Linked DNA regions of Gossypium arboreum: region 1 is linked to region 2. A link is a contact called in public Hi-C data. All regions are on one chromosome and are shown on one strand. Each heading gives the region's core, a stretch centred on a gene start, on an enhancer-like site or on the middle of the called end of the contact. The rest is flanking DNA. Distances are from core to core; before and after follow the strand shown. Region 1 holds the start of LOC108486286 (multiprotein-bridging factor 1c). Region 2 overlaps LOC108486706.

What was found. A called contact is a pair of places that touch in the nucleus more often than the background predicts.
Region 1: a contact with region 2 is called in a Hi-C map of leaf, with 2.5 times the contacts expected there. The contact joins the promoter of LOC108486286 here to the enhancer-like site in region 2. A contact is called at or near these places in 2 of 5 Hi-C or Micro-C datasets (both in leaf).

The regions. Positions count from the first base shown.
Region 1 is chr6:131,169,231-131,175,676 of ASM2569848v2, reverse strand. It overlaps LOC108486286 (multiprotein-bridging factor 1c), which reads left to right and starts at 1,818. Exons shown (of 1, transcript XM_017790258.2): 1 at 1,818-2,615. The coding sequence starts at 1,967. The coding sequence ends at 2,404. It overlaps LOC108485106 (aldehyde dehydrogenase family 2 member C4-like), which reads right to left and starts at 5,917. Exons shown (of 7, transcript XM_053029996.1): 1 at 5,574-5,917; 2 at 5,318-5,460; 3 at 3,732-4,379; 4 at 3,512-3,649; 5 at 3,290-3,427; 6 at 3,146-3,207; 7 at 2,628-3,066. The coding sequence starts at 5,664. The coding sequence ends at 2,793.
Region 2 is chr6:131,107,766-131,113,852 of ASM2569848v2, reverse strand. LOC108486706 reads right to left here. Exons shown (of 3, transcript XM_017790898.2): 2 at 4,490-4,561; 3 at 3,346-3,618. The coding sequence ends at 3,616. Among protein-coding and RNA genes, the nearest start is that of LOC108486706, 3.8 kb to the right of the region's middle. Within about 2 kb of position 2,537, at least 2 of the 2 cell types and tissues checked have an H3K27ac peak or open chromatin away from gene starts, as enhancers often do. A contact at or near this core is called in leaf, where this site is marked.

The sequences.
Region 1 (6,446 bases), core at 569-3,068, 63 kb before region 2:
TAAAAAATTCAAACAGATTCATCTACTCCTATGTCTACCTCCGTACAAATTTTTTTCTCGGTCTTATGGGCATTACAACTTCAATAGAAGATAAATATCATAATGTGAAAAGTATACAACAATTTTATTCCTACATATGCAAATTTAAACAAACGACATATTCCTACTCTTGGTTTTTGTACGTTATGTCATACATATTTGGAATTTGTTCACCATTTGTTGTGCTTTCGCCCAGTAACGAGGCAAGTTTTGGTTTCTTTGCGTCTTAATGTGCCCCCTATGTCAAAACATCTAGATTATAAATCATGGTTAGTAGAGGCCTTTCAAACAACAAGTGACAGAAATAGAAAATTGGTGACTCTGTCTTTTTGGTCCATTTGGTTTGCACGAAACAAATTAATCCATTAGGGTACAAGGTAATCAGTGAAATACCCTAGACGCTCCTTTATACTCTCAAAATCTCTCTCACTTGACTAAAATTGAAGCCCAAGGTATGAGCCGCAATATTCGCTTCTCTCTTAACATGACGAAAAATAATTTGCTCAAAGCAACCCAACTTTTCCAAATCTCTCACTTTTCCAAATATAGTCATAAAATTTTAAAAAAAAATCAAAATCACTTATAAAGTACTTAAAACCCTAAACCTAAGTTACTTTTATAAACCCTAAATCAATCACCAAAAAATTCCATTTTACTTTTACATTCCTAAAAAAGGTTAGTTTTTTTAAATATTTTATTTTATAATTAATTATTTTGTTTTTAAGAAGTTTAAATCGATAGGAAAATTGTATACACCTGCACCGACATACAAGCCATTAAAAATCAAATTGATATATCGTCTTTCATTTTTGGTTTCCGAGGTGCCCTGTCCATTTTCAACACACCTAATACATCGATTTCAACCCCAAATCATCAATTGCTTTGCTAACTTGAGGTTTCATGCATCTCTCATATTATTTCGATAATTAATTTATTTTTGTATTATTCTGTAAAGAAAGCAAAGGTATACTTATAATTATATATAGTGTACATGAAAACATTTAAAACATTAAATTATGACATCACATGGGTGAAAAATAATTATGTAGTAGTTATAGTTATTAAAATTATATAAAACCAGTTAAAATGGTAAACTTATATAGTTCATCATATTTGAATTTTTATTAATTTTATGTAAAAATATATTTAAAAATCCTTTCTTAATAATATATTTTATTTCACATAATTTTAATTGTTTTGTGCCCATCAAGATATGATGTTAATTCAATTAAAAGTTAAATATAATGATAAATTTAGCTCTCAATATTTATATTTTTTTATCAAATTGGTCTTTATTTATTTTTGAATTAAATTAACTATTAGTCTCTCGAAAAGAGTCAAATTACTTTTTTCTAAAATGCTAATTGAAATATTAATTGTAATGACGATAGTGTAGTAACTCAAGTGGTAATTTATGTTTATTTCATGTTTACATGTCACTATTTATATTTTATATTATATCTATAAATAATTTAAAAATTATAAAATATTTAAATAAAATAAAAATTAAAAAAATTTAAAATATACATAAATTATCATGTGAGTTATTATAGTTAAAAATTTAACATTTTAATAATCGAAACTTGAAGAAAGCTGAATTTAACCAAGCTTTTAAGTATTTTATAGATAAGTATTGTGGAAACAGTAGGCGTATATATTGTACCAATGAAAAATCCATTTCTTTAGATTTTGGCTTGGGCATCACGCTAATTATGGTGTTTCCATTATCCAAGTCAGCAACTTCCACGATTGCAATGTCATCATATTAAATACGTAAAACTTGCAAAGAACCTTCCAGATATTAAGAAGCCCAGGAACTTTCCCGACCCTTGAGCTTCTATATAATCTCCCATGTATCTTCACCATTACCAGTTGTTTTAGTTTGTTTGATCAAAGCTCTACTTCTCATTTACATTCGTCTTCAACAATGCCGACCCGATTTGGTGGAGCCGTGACTCAGGACTGGGAGCCCGTTGTGCTTCACAAGTCTAAACCCAAGGCTCAGGACCTACGTGATCCCAAGGCCGTGAACCAAGCGCTGCGGTCGGGTGCACCGGTTCAGACCATCAAGAAATTCGATGCTGGATCGAACAAGAAAACGGCGGGACCAGTGGTGAACGCTAGGAAGCTCGACGAAGGGACGGAACCGGCAGCTCTAGACCGGGTGCCTACGGATGTTAGGCAAGCCATACAAAAGGCCCGGCTGGAGAAGAAGTTGAGTCAGGCTGAGCTAGCTAAGCTGATAAACGAGCAGCTCAAGGTGGTTCAAGAGTACGAAAACGGGAAGGCAGTGCCTAACCAAGCTGTGTTGGCCAAGATGGAAAGGGTTCTCGGCGTGAAATTGAGAGGCAAGTCAGGGAAATGATCCCGTAACGCCGTTATTGTAGAACAGGGTGCTGATGTTTTTAGTGTTGTTGAATATATGTGTTTGTGGTTGTTGTTTGGATCTCATGAAAGGAGCCGAATTGTACTGATTTGATATCATGAAAACGAAAAATTCTCCTTTGATTTGTGCTTTCATGGTGTTACAAAGTTGCAGCACTTTTAAAAAATCTCAAATTTACTCCAATAAACAAGGATACTGTCTGTTCCAAAAATTTAAGCTTTAAATTGAGAAAACAATACATTAATATGAAATCGAATGGACATGGATCTGAAGAAAACTATGCTGTTGTAATAACTATGAACTATGCTGCTGTAATAACTATGTTTTGTCGGATAAGATCCGGTTACAGGTAATAGATGAATAAGGCTTAGTGCCACGGAGAATCATGAATGGGAGTTACGACAGACTTGATTTGAAGGTACTGATTAAGGGCCTCCAGTCCAAAATCCCTTCCGAATCCACTCATCTTGTATCCACCGTAGGGGCAATCCACGTCAAATGCAGTGTAACAATTGATCCAAACCACGCCGGCACGGATCGATCTCAACACGGTGTTAGCCACGTTCAAGTTCTTTGTTATAATCCCAGATGCCAGGCCATAAATTGTGTTGTTTGCTCTCTTGATTGCTTCTTCCATTGTTCTGAAAAACCCCATTTCAATGACCATCATCAAAAAAGGAAAAAAAAGAAAAACAGTTTTGAAGTTTAGACACTATTTACTTGAATTTCATCAACGACATCACTGGGCCAAAAATTTCTTCTTTTGTTATGATCATGTCTTCCTGTTACAACAATACAAATCACTATGGTTTAGATATCTTAAACCAAACCTATTAAGACATGATAGCTTTATGGTTGTCTTACATTAACATCAGTAAATATGGTAGGCTCGATGTAGTATCCCTTCTGTCCGACATGCTTGCCCCCTGTTAGCAAAGTAGCTCCTTCTCTCTTTCCATGCTCAATATAAGATAGAATTTTCTCGAATTGCTTCTTATCAGTCTATACACCAAACATAGTCCGTTACATTATAAAATTCCAGGCTTCAAGCAAAGGTAACTACATAAAAATTATGACTTGGCTTACTTGGGGTCCTTGATTAACTTGAGGGTCGAAAGGGTCCCCAACAACAGTTGCTTTTGCCTTCTCTACTAATTTCTTCACAAGTTTTTCATAAATACCTTCTTGAACATAAACACGAGAACTCGCCACACAAATTTCTCCCTACAAATTTACAAGATAGACAACAGTCGAGTACATGTAAGGTTTGTTCAATTGTAAAAAGCAAAAATAAAAGATCACCTACTTTGTTGTAAAACATGCCTCTGAAAGCAATATCTGCAGCCTGGTCAATATCAGCATCATCAAATATTAAAAGAGGCGATTTGCCTCCCAACTCCAGTGACACTGGCTTTAGATTACTTGCTGCCGCTGCTGCCATTATCTTACGCCCAACATCCGTAGACCCTGTGAAAGTCACTTTATCAATGTCCATATGAGCACTAATGGCAGCTCCAGCAGTCTCTCCGAATCCATTCACTACATTGAGCACTCCATCAGGGATACCAGCCAGCTTGGCAAGATGAGCATAATAAAGGGCTGACAGAGGAGTCTGCTCAGCAGGCTTGACGACCAAGGTGCAGCCAGCGGCTAATGCTGGGGCAGCCTTCATGAAGAACATGATAGTGGGGAAATTCCAAGGGATTATACTTCCCACAACGCCAATAGGTTCTCTGAGAGTGTAGCCTTGAAGTCCCTTTGACATTTTTAACACTGTTCCATGAATTTTATCGGCTGCACCCGCATAGTAACGCAGAGACCTTGCTGCTCCTGGGATGTCGATTGCCTTGCAAAGAGTAAATAGCTTGCCCCCGTTTACGGTATCTAATGCCGCTATTTCTTCTGCATTTTCTTCAATTAAGTCTGCAAACTTCATCATCATCCTTCCTCGCTCCTAACATCATATTTAAAAGGATGAATGAATACGCACATAGTACCAAATTCGCAGTTTCTTTACGGTACCAATTTATATTTCTTTTATATTTGTTGCACTTTGTTAATTAAGATTTTGGAAACAGAACTATTCGTCTTTATTGTTAAAAGTTTCTTATGGAATTAGAATTGGCTTCATATATTTACGAGTTTATATTAAATCCAGAGTTAGTCTAGACTAAAATTTTCCAAAGTTCTTAGAATTTAATGAGAATTTTTAATAAAAACTTGAAAAGTTCAGGTATATACATTTTGACTGTACGGTAGAATTTTGTAAATAAATGAAGGAGACAATTGCATCTAACTTCAATTATTCGGGGTAGTTTGTCCACAGGTGGCGTCAATATATGTGCCAGATAACAGCATGTGAATTCTTGAAATACCAACACCACCCTGTATGTTTGTCCACTTCCCGTACTTTTAAAACGTCAAGCTATATTCATTGAATTGAACACTAAATTTCAGTTTAAAGATTTAAAAAAAAAAAATTATTATGGCTTTTGTTAAGGGATCTCCACTCCATGAAATAAAAAACAGTGTGGTTGGGACTTGGGAGCTGACAAATCTTTTAGAAAGTTGATATTGTATTTTCTCTTATATTTGAAGGACTGGTCAATTTACAACGTGAAAAGTGCTTTGTATGATATTTAAGAAAATGTATTTTAGTGACCAGGGCGCTTAAAATGGATAAAGTTTTAGTTAGGTTTTTATAATTTATAAAATTATAAATTAGTAGGATGATATTCATTCAATGAAGGATTTAAACTGAATTCTATTAGCAAATATTTTAATGTTTAAGTAATATTGGGTTTGAGTTTATAAATAGAAAAAAAATAAATGATGATAATATTTAAAATAAAGTAATTATAGAATCTGAGTAGGAAGAAAAGAGGAACATACAGAGCCGGATATGCGAGGCCAGGGGCCGTAGTCGAAAGCATGACGTGCAGCCTTAACAGCCAAATCAACATCCTCCCTATCGCCTAGCGAAACTTTTGTTATCACCTCCCCCGTTCTTGGATCAATTGTATCAAACGTTTTCCCTGTTCATAATTATTCATTCATTCCTTCATTAGCAATAATCCCAGACAACATGAGACGCAAAACAGAAACCCCCCAAGCCAAGCAAATCCAATCATGTTAAATGGAAAGATACCTGAAATAGAATCCACAAAGTTGCCATTGATAAAGAGCTTGGTGAATTTTATCGGTGGAATCTTGACAGAAGACTCGCAGTGACTGCCCATTTTCTAACTTATCTCTGTTTCTCTCTGCCTCTGCTATTCTAGTTTATTACGTAAAAGAAGAAGAGGAGCCCCCTTTTATCCTTACAAGTTGCCCCAAGCCCAAGGTCCTTCATCTTTATTTAATGCGGGAAAAGACAAGAGTTTCACATCTCAATTAGAATCCATTGTCTTAAAAAATGGAGTTAAAAACTCATATCCGATAATAACAATAAAATATATTTGCATGCCGTCTGTATAGGTTTTATTTTATTTTTATGTCATTGGACAATGCCTTTTTAAAGGTCTATGAATATTATTCAACTTTATTTGGAAGAAAAATATTATGATAGTTTCACATTTTCAGCACCATATTATTTAAGTCATTATAAAGTCATTTTCTCAACATCCCTTTTCAATATTCAACCCTTCAACAAAAGGAAAAATCAATGTTCCATAAATACATTATTAACATAAAATTAAATAGACATAATGACTTTTAGAAAAAGTCTTTTTATCATTTCGTTTAACTCTTAAACTTATATTTTTTATTGAATTATTTTAAATTAAATAGAAAAGTTGATATATTTTTATTTTGTTGACGTTGCATACACATGAATGACATGTTGACATTTAATTAATTTTTTAAAAATTTAAAAGAATTATAAAATTGTTTTAAAAACAATTAAAAATATAAAAAGATATTTTCTTAAATATTTTTTAAAATTTTAAAAATTAATTAAATATTGATGTGTCATCTATCCGGCACTCACACGTATATCACGTTAAAAATATTAATTTTTCAA
Region 2 (6,087 bases), core at 1,288-3,787:
AGGTAGAAAGGATTTGTTCCATGGAATGGGTGAGATGTGAGCTGAATTTATTTATAGGAGAAGATTTACAATACATAGATAGAAAGAAAAAAAATATACGAAAGGGGTGCAATTTCAGTGGCGGAATCCAAGGAGAAAAAAGAATAATTAAATGTGAAAGAAGAAGAATAAAAATCAATGGATGAGGTAGGTAATAGCCAGGGCAAGTAGAAGGAGATTGTAAGCAATTCCTTGATCAATGGCAGTACCATCGCTGGAAGGGGCAGGTGCAGGCGAAGAACCCAAGGTTTGGCCGTAACTGAGTTGCACAAGTGCAAATAACAGGAACCGGATGGCCGCGGGAACAACATGAAACTTCATTGAACCCATCTTTAAAATAAAGTTTTTTGTTTTTTAATTGAAAGATACAAAAACAAGGGGCGAGTTTTGTGGGTGTGTGGGTGAAATTTTGAGGAATTTTGGTGGTATTTATAGTGGGTGGGACGGCAATTTCCTGGAAAGCGAGAGGTATAAAAAGTTGAAACTGATGGTGACCTTTCTGCGAACGCGTGGTGGACATCGGAAATTTTTGACTCAGGTTGGCTTGGTCTTGGATGCTGCTACGTTAAAGAACAAAAGATTGACTAACCTTCCAAGGGTGGCTTGCCTTTGATGTTTCTAAAAATGTGTCGTTGGGCTAAGCCTAGCCCCATCAACCTGCCCTTTTACATTTCTTTCATTGTTTTTCTAAACCAATTCTTACTGCAATTCATATTCAGACTCAGTGTTTCAATAACCGTTAAAATTCAATTGATATTATTTTATTATTAGTATTAAATATAAATATTATAATATTTTTCTTTTACTAGTTTATATGAAATGTTTAATTAAAACAATTAAAATAAATAAATATAGAAGGATTGAACTTAAATTTAATGAGAGTTTATTTAATATATTATTATGCTATTTATAATTCGATTGTTAAATAACTTTTATAAATATATATTTTTAATATTAATTTTTTCATTAACTTAATAAGTGTGATAAAATCTAATTTTAAGAAAATCAAATATTTACGCGTGTGATGAATTTTGCAATAATTGTGAATCTCAGATAAAACCATGACAAAGGACACAATCGAGAGGTAATTGCATTTTGCACTCTCCACTTAAAAAATAGTATACGTTACATTAAAAAAGTAAATTAGTCTTTTTGATAAAAATTTCATCCATATCTACCATTTAAAATTAGTCTATGTATGTCAATATAAGATATATATAGCACGTTACATATCATCATTCAATTATTTTATTAGCCACGTCAATTTTAATATTATAAATAGATAAAATTTTAATATAAAATCTAACACGTAAAAATAATTTATTTATCTTTTAATTAAAAAATATAATCTAATTCTTAATACATAACTTCCTTGAAAAAGTAACTAACCGTGTGAGGGGGGCTTAGACACTCTTAAAGCCAATAATGCTGTCAAATCTCACTAAAAGAAAAAGAACTTTTGGAGTATCATCGTGTATTTATTTTTAAAATTGTATTTCTGGTTAATGTGTAAAATTCACCTAATTTATTCTCATTTAAATTCAAATTAATTATGTTTTGGATTAATCTGGTATGACAAAAAAAAAAACAAACTGAAAACAGTAATAAATAACCTAAAGAGGCGCAATATTGATGGCAACAGATGTTTGTGGTGTGCAAATGTACATGTTGACGAGGCTTTCATCTTACATTTCCACCCTCATCTCCCAACCGAACCCATGCCAATGTTCACACAGCGTCTAATATAAGCTATATACTCACTCATCACTTCAAACTTGCTTTTCATCTAAAACCCTAAACATGTTGTTTTTTACAATTAAAATAGTTCCCGAATACCAAAACACTTTTTCATAATTTAACTCCTTTATGTGTTCACACATCTTTACAATCTTATTATTTTAGGCCTATAGTTGTTCACATTTCAAAAAATTATTATATATATATTTTAAATTTGTGAATAAATATTAAAATTATAAATCCAATTAAAAATGTGACATTTCTTTACACACCACTAACAAAGTTGCTAAATTGACATCATTTTAGAGTTATTTGTCAACAATTATATTTATCCGAGAATAACTAACTTTATTTTCTAAATATGTATACCTAATCATAATCAAAATTTATAAATTTATCTACACTAGCCTTCCTGTTGGGAACAGAATGAAAGAGATGTTGATAGGCTTTAACATAAAAGGACGTGGCAGCACCTGATTATGAAGTGGAATCATGGTAGGGAAAGTATCGTTTAATTAGGTTAAGTGGACGTATGATATGAGTCAGCTGATGCTTTTGGACCACTCTCTTAACACTCGAAGAAGCTTTCAACGTAAAAGCAAAAGCTTTCTGGAATCTATCAAAACACTGCTTTATGCCCCAACCTTTACTTCCCCACCTCTCCTTAATTCCTTCCTTTGCTTAATCGTTTCCCTCGTATAAAAAACTCTCACACCCACACCTATGCTTTGCTTTACAACCTCTGTTCACACACCAACACCAACATCATCATAATAATACCCAGAGTGGAAGGCTCAAGGGAGAGAAAGAAAACAAAAATGTGCCATGCAAACATTCCTTGTGGTGGCAAGCCGGCCTTGCTGGTACAACGCAGCTGGTTCCTTTTGCAGGCATCTATGGTGGCTGCCGACCATCATTCACCCAGGGTGGCTAGAGGCACTGGTGGATCCACTGGTTCCATGAAGTGGTGTATGTGTTCACCTACAAAACACCCGGGGTCTTTTCGATGTAGGCACCACCATGCAGATTATGTGTGGGGTGGTCGATTCATCACCAAGAAATGACTGCACCACTATTCCTAGAACTTGTGTGGGAGAGGGTCTGGTAGTATATAATGTAACAAATGGTTTCAACTTTCAACTATTTCATCACATATACGGCTTCTCCTTCCTAGATATTTCCTTTCTGTTTTTTCTTTCCTTGTGAAATCTGTTTCTTGCCCCACTATTGCTATTTCCCATGATACCTACGCTTCAACTCTCAACCCTTTTCTTGATACAAGAATTCAATGAAACGAAGGAAAACTGTAGAAATCTTTGCAATCTAGTACCTTTCTGATTTGATCTAACAATTATCACCCTTATCTTTGAACATCGTAGTAATTTCTTCTGGCTGTAGGTCTATCCAATTCAACAAAAATATTAAACAATTGATACCCTCCAAGCCTCTTCACATGAGAATTTATATTTAAAGAGCTACAACTGCAAGACATCTATTATGTTCTTATTCAGCATGGAGGAAACCAACTACAGAATAGTATTAGCCTATCCGTGCAAGCTCAAATCCAAATTCTAAATTCAATTGCATCTCAATATTTATATAATTATAAGGTAAGCTGCAGAAAACTTAGCTAAATATACCATTTCATCCAATCATGCTTTTACAACTGCTAGTTATATGTACTTACTAGTGGAATGCACATAAGTGTACTTTGGGGCCTGAACTAAACTATGTTCATTTACATTACATGTACAGTATCATCAAAGAGAAACCAAATCACAGCAGAATCCGAATCTGTTTCCCACTTCTAGTACATCTATTGGAGCACTGTCCACAACATTACTGCAAACCACAAGCCATTATAGGATTATCAGTCAATGTATCTTTCATAGAAAAAGTAGGCATTCAGGTTTTGAAGGGAAGACTTTTCATATAGATCACAAGCAAACTAAAACTAGTCTTAGCAAGGTACATATGAAAAAGAAGGGTAAGAGGCCTTGTTATTCCATATTATACAATTTTATTTCATACAAAAACTAAAAACCAAGGATCAACGCTGTTCCCTACCTCTTTTTCCGCTCTATGCAAACAGAAAAAAGAAAATGATTTGAAACTCTTTCTGCACCATGCTAATCGCTGAGCCAATGTACAACAGCAAAACTTAATCCAGCTAATCAAGACAATATTGATTAGGACAACAGACTATAGTTTATGTTGGCATTTAATGTCAAAGAGCAGGGAACTTCAAAATCAAAACGATGACATATCTCACGGTACATTATTGCAAGTTTAGTGCATACAAGTTTATCAAGCAGTACCATATATCCTTAGAGCTAGTATCTCCTAGCACTCTGGTTTACACCTCTAGGAGATTAATGCTATGTTTGGTGGGAGTATTATTTTTTCACCATATTTTAATGTATGAGTTAGCAATAAACTAACTTCAATTGGCAATTTTTAGTCACTCACATGACTTGTTTTTGGAAAAGAGGAAGAAATGTTTTTGCTTATTTTGAATGTCTTATTTTTTTTACAAAAGTTTTTATTCATCCTTCTAATTTCAAGCTTAAAATTGCACTGACTATTCTTTATTGTATGTCTAATTATTGTAATATATTTGTATAAAATAAGCTTATTCCTCATGTTATTACACTAGTAACCAAATGAGACATAATTGTAGTGCACAAGGAATAACAAAAAGTTGATTCCTCACCTCAGCATAGCAGTCTTGACGAACAATTGACTGGTTATTTCTATCCATGTACACCTCACATGACACTTTTGCCTGAAACATCATAGATTCAAAATCAAACATGGTTGAAGTACTGAGCATCCGCATTCATTGTGCAAAGTCAAGACTGAAGAATTCGTGACAATAAGCAAATATTAACTATTGTGTGCAAAACTGCCAAACCGCAATCCTCAGAACAGCAAAAGGAAAAACTGAAGGGGGGTTATGGACCATCTCCATTCACTACTAATATTCATTTTTGGATGCTTACAAACTTTTTATTTGCAACTAAATACTCAGGGCATACTAAAGTTATATGTATAACACTCATGAAAAGATTTCCGATAAGAGTACCGGTCAGGATTGTGATATTATAAACATCAATTTATCTATAGACTGATGCTAATGGGTCATAGAATAGACATCAACAATAAAGAAGAATCGGAAGCATGGAAGCGCTAATCCTTAGTGTTACTTCTGGACAATTTATCAACCAACTTGTTCACCATATCCTAGCAATGTGGGCCAAAATAGGCTTGCTTAGTGATTCTATCGCACCCAAAATTTTAACTACTTATAGTCATTAAATTATTGAACTTAGTTCCCATCTCAATCAGTTTCAATACGATCATGCATCAGCTAAGCATAGCTGTCTACAACAAGCCATCTCAATAACCCACCTACAGAGCCACTGCCTCCTACTAAAAGGAAGGAAAAAGCTTTTACTTCACAGAATTTCTGCTTGTTCTGTTGTTAAACAAAACATAAGTGCCTTTATATATTTATGCTTCAACTCAATCAAGTATGGGAATTGCAGAGGTCTCTTCACTCTTTTTTACCACAAACAAGCATCAATCTATATAACCTAGATTTTATACACTCCATAATCATGCTTATACCTCTAGTGACATAGCTCCAACAACTACAACAACCATCTAATTCTTTTAATCTTTACTGACCAACTAAATTCATTAGGAAGATAATTTCTCTCTTGATGGTTACATGTACCTACTTATTTTACCACCCACCTATGCAATCCTGGCTTCAGCTTCTTGTAAAAAGTAATCACTTTTCTTTTCTAGAGATATTAGTTACAGTGAAACAACTTTATTGAGCTCAAAACAGCATATATCCATTCAAATCAAAGAAACAGCATCAAAACCAAGTCATTAGAAATGAAACAAAAAAGTTGAAAACTCAACCCCATCCAAAGTGTAGTGCAGTAACACGCATTATCTTTTTCTCTAAACATCCATTAGTAAGAAGTGACGGAATCCAGAACATGACTGTAACTAAGAAACAATATGCCCCATGATGCTGGTGGATCCACAAATAAGGTTATTAAACAACAATCATGTTCAATCTAATCATGAAACATTAGTTTTTTTTTTTTTTAGGGATTTGCCCAGGGTTTCTTTCAAACAGCAATGCATCATTACCTAATAAACTCATTGACTAATTGATGAAGAAGAATAAAACCCAAACACTAGAAATGGGAAGAAAAGTTAAAATTACAAAATATACGCTCCAAACAAAATAAACCATCGAATTGATGGCAGAATCAAATTCAAGGGAGAAAA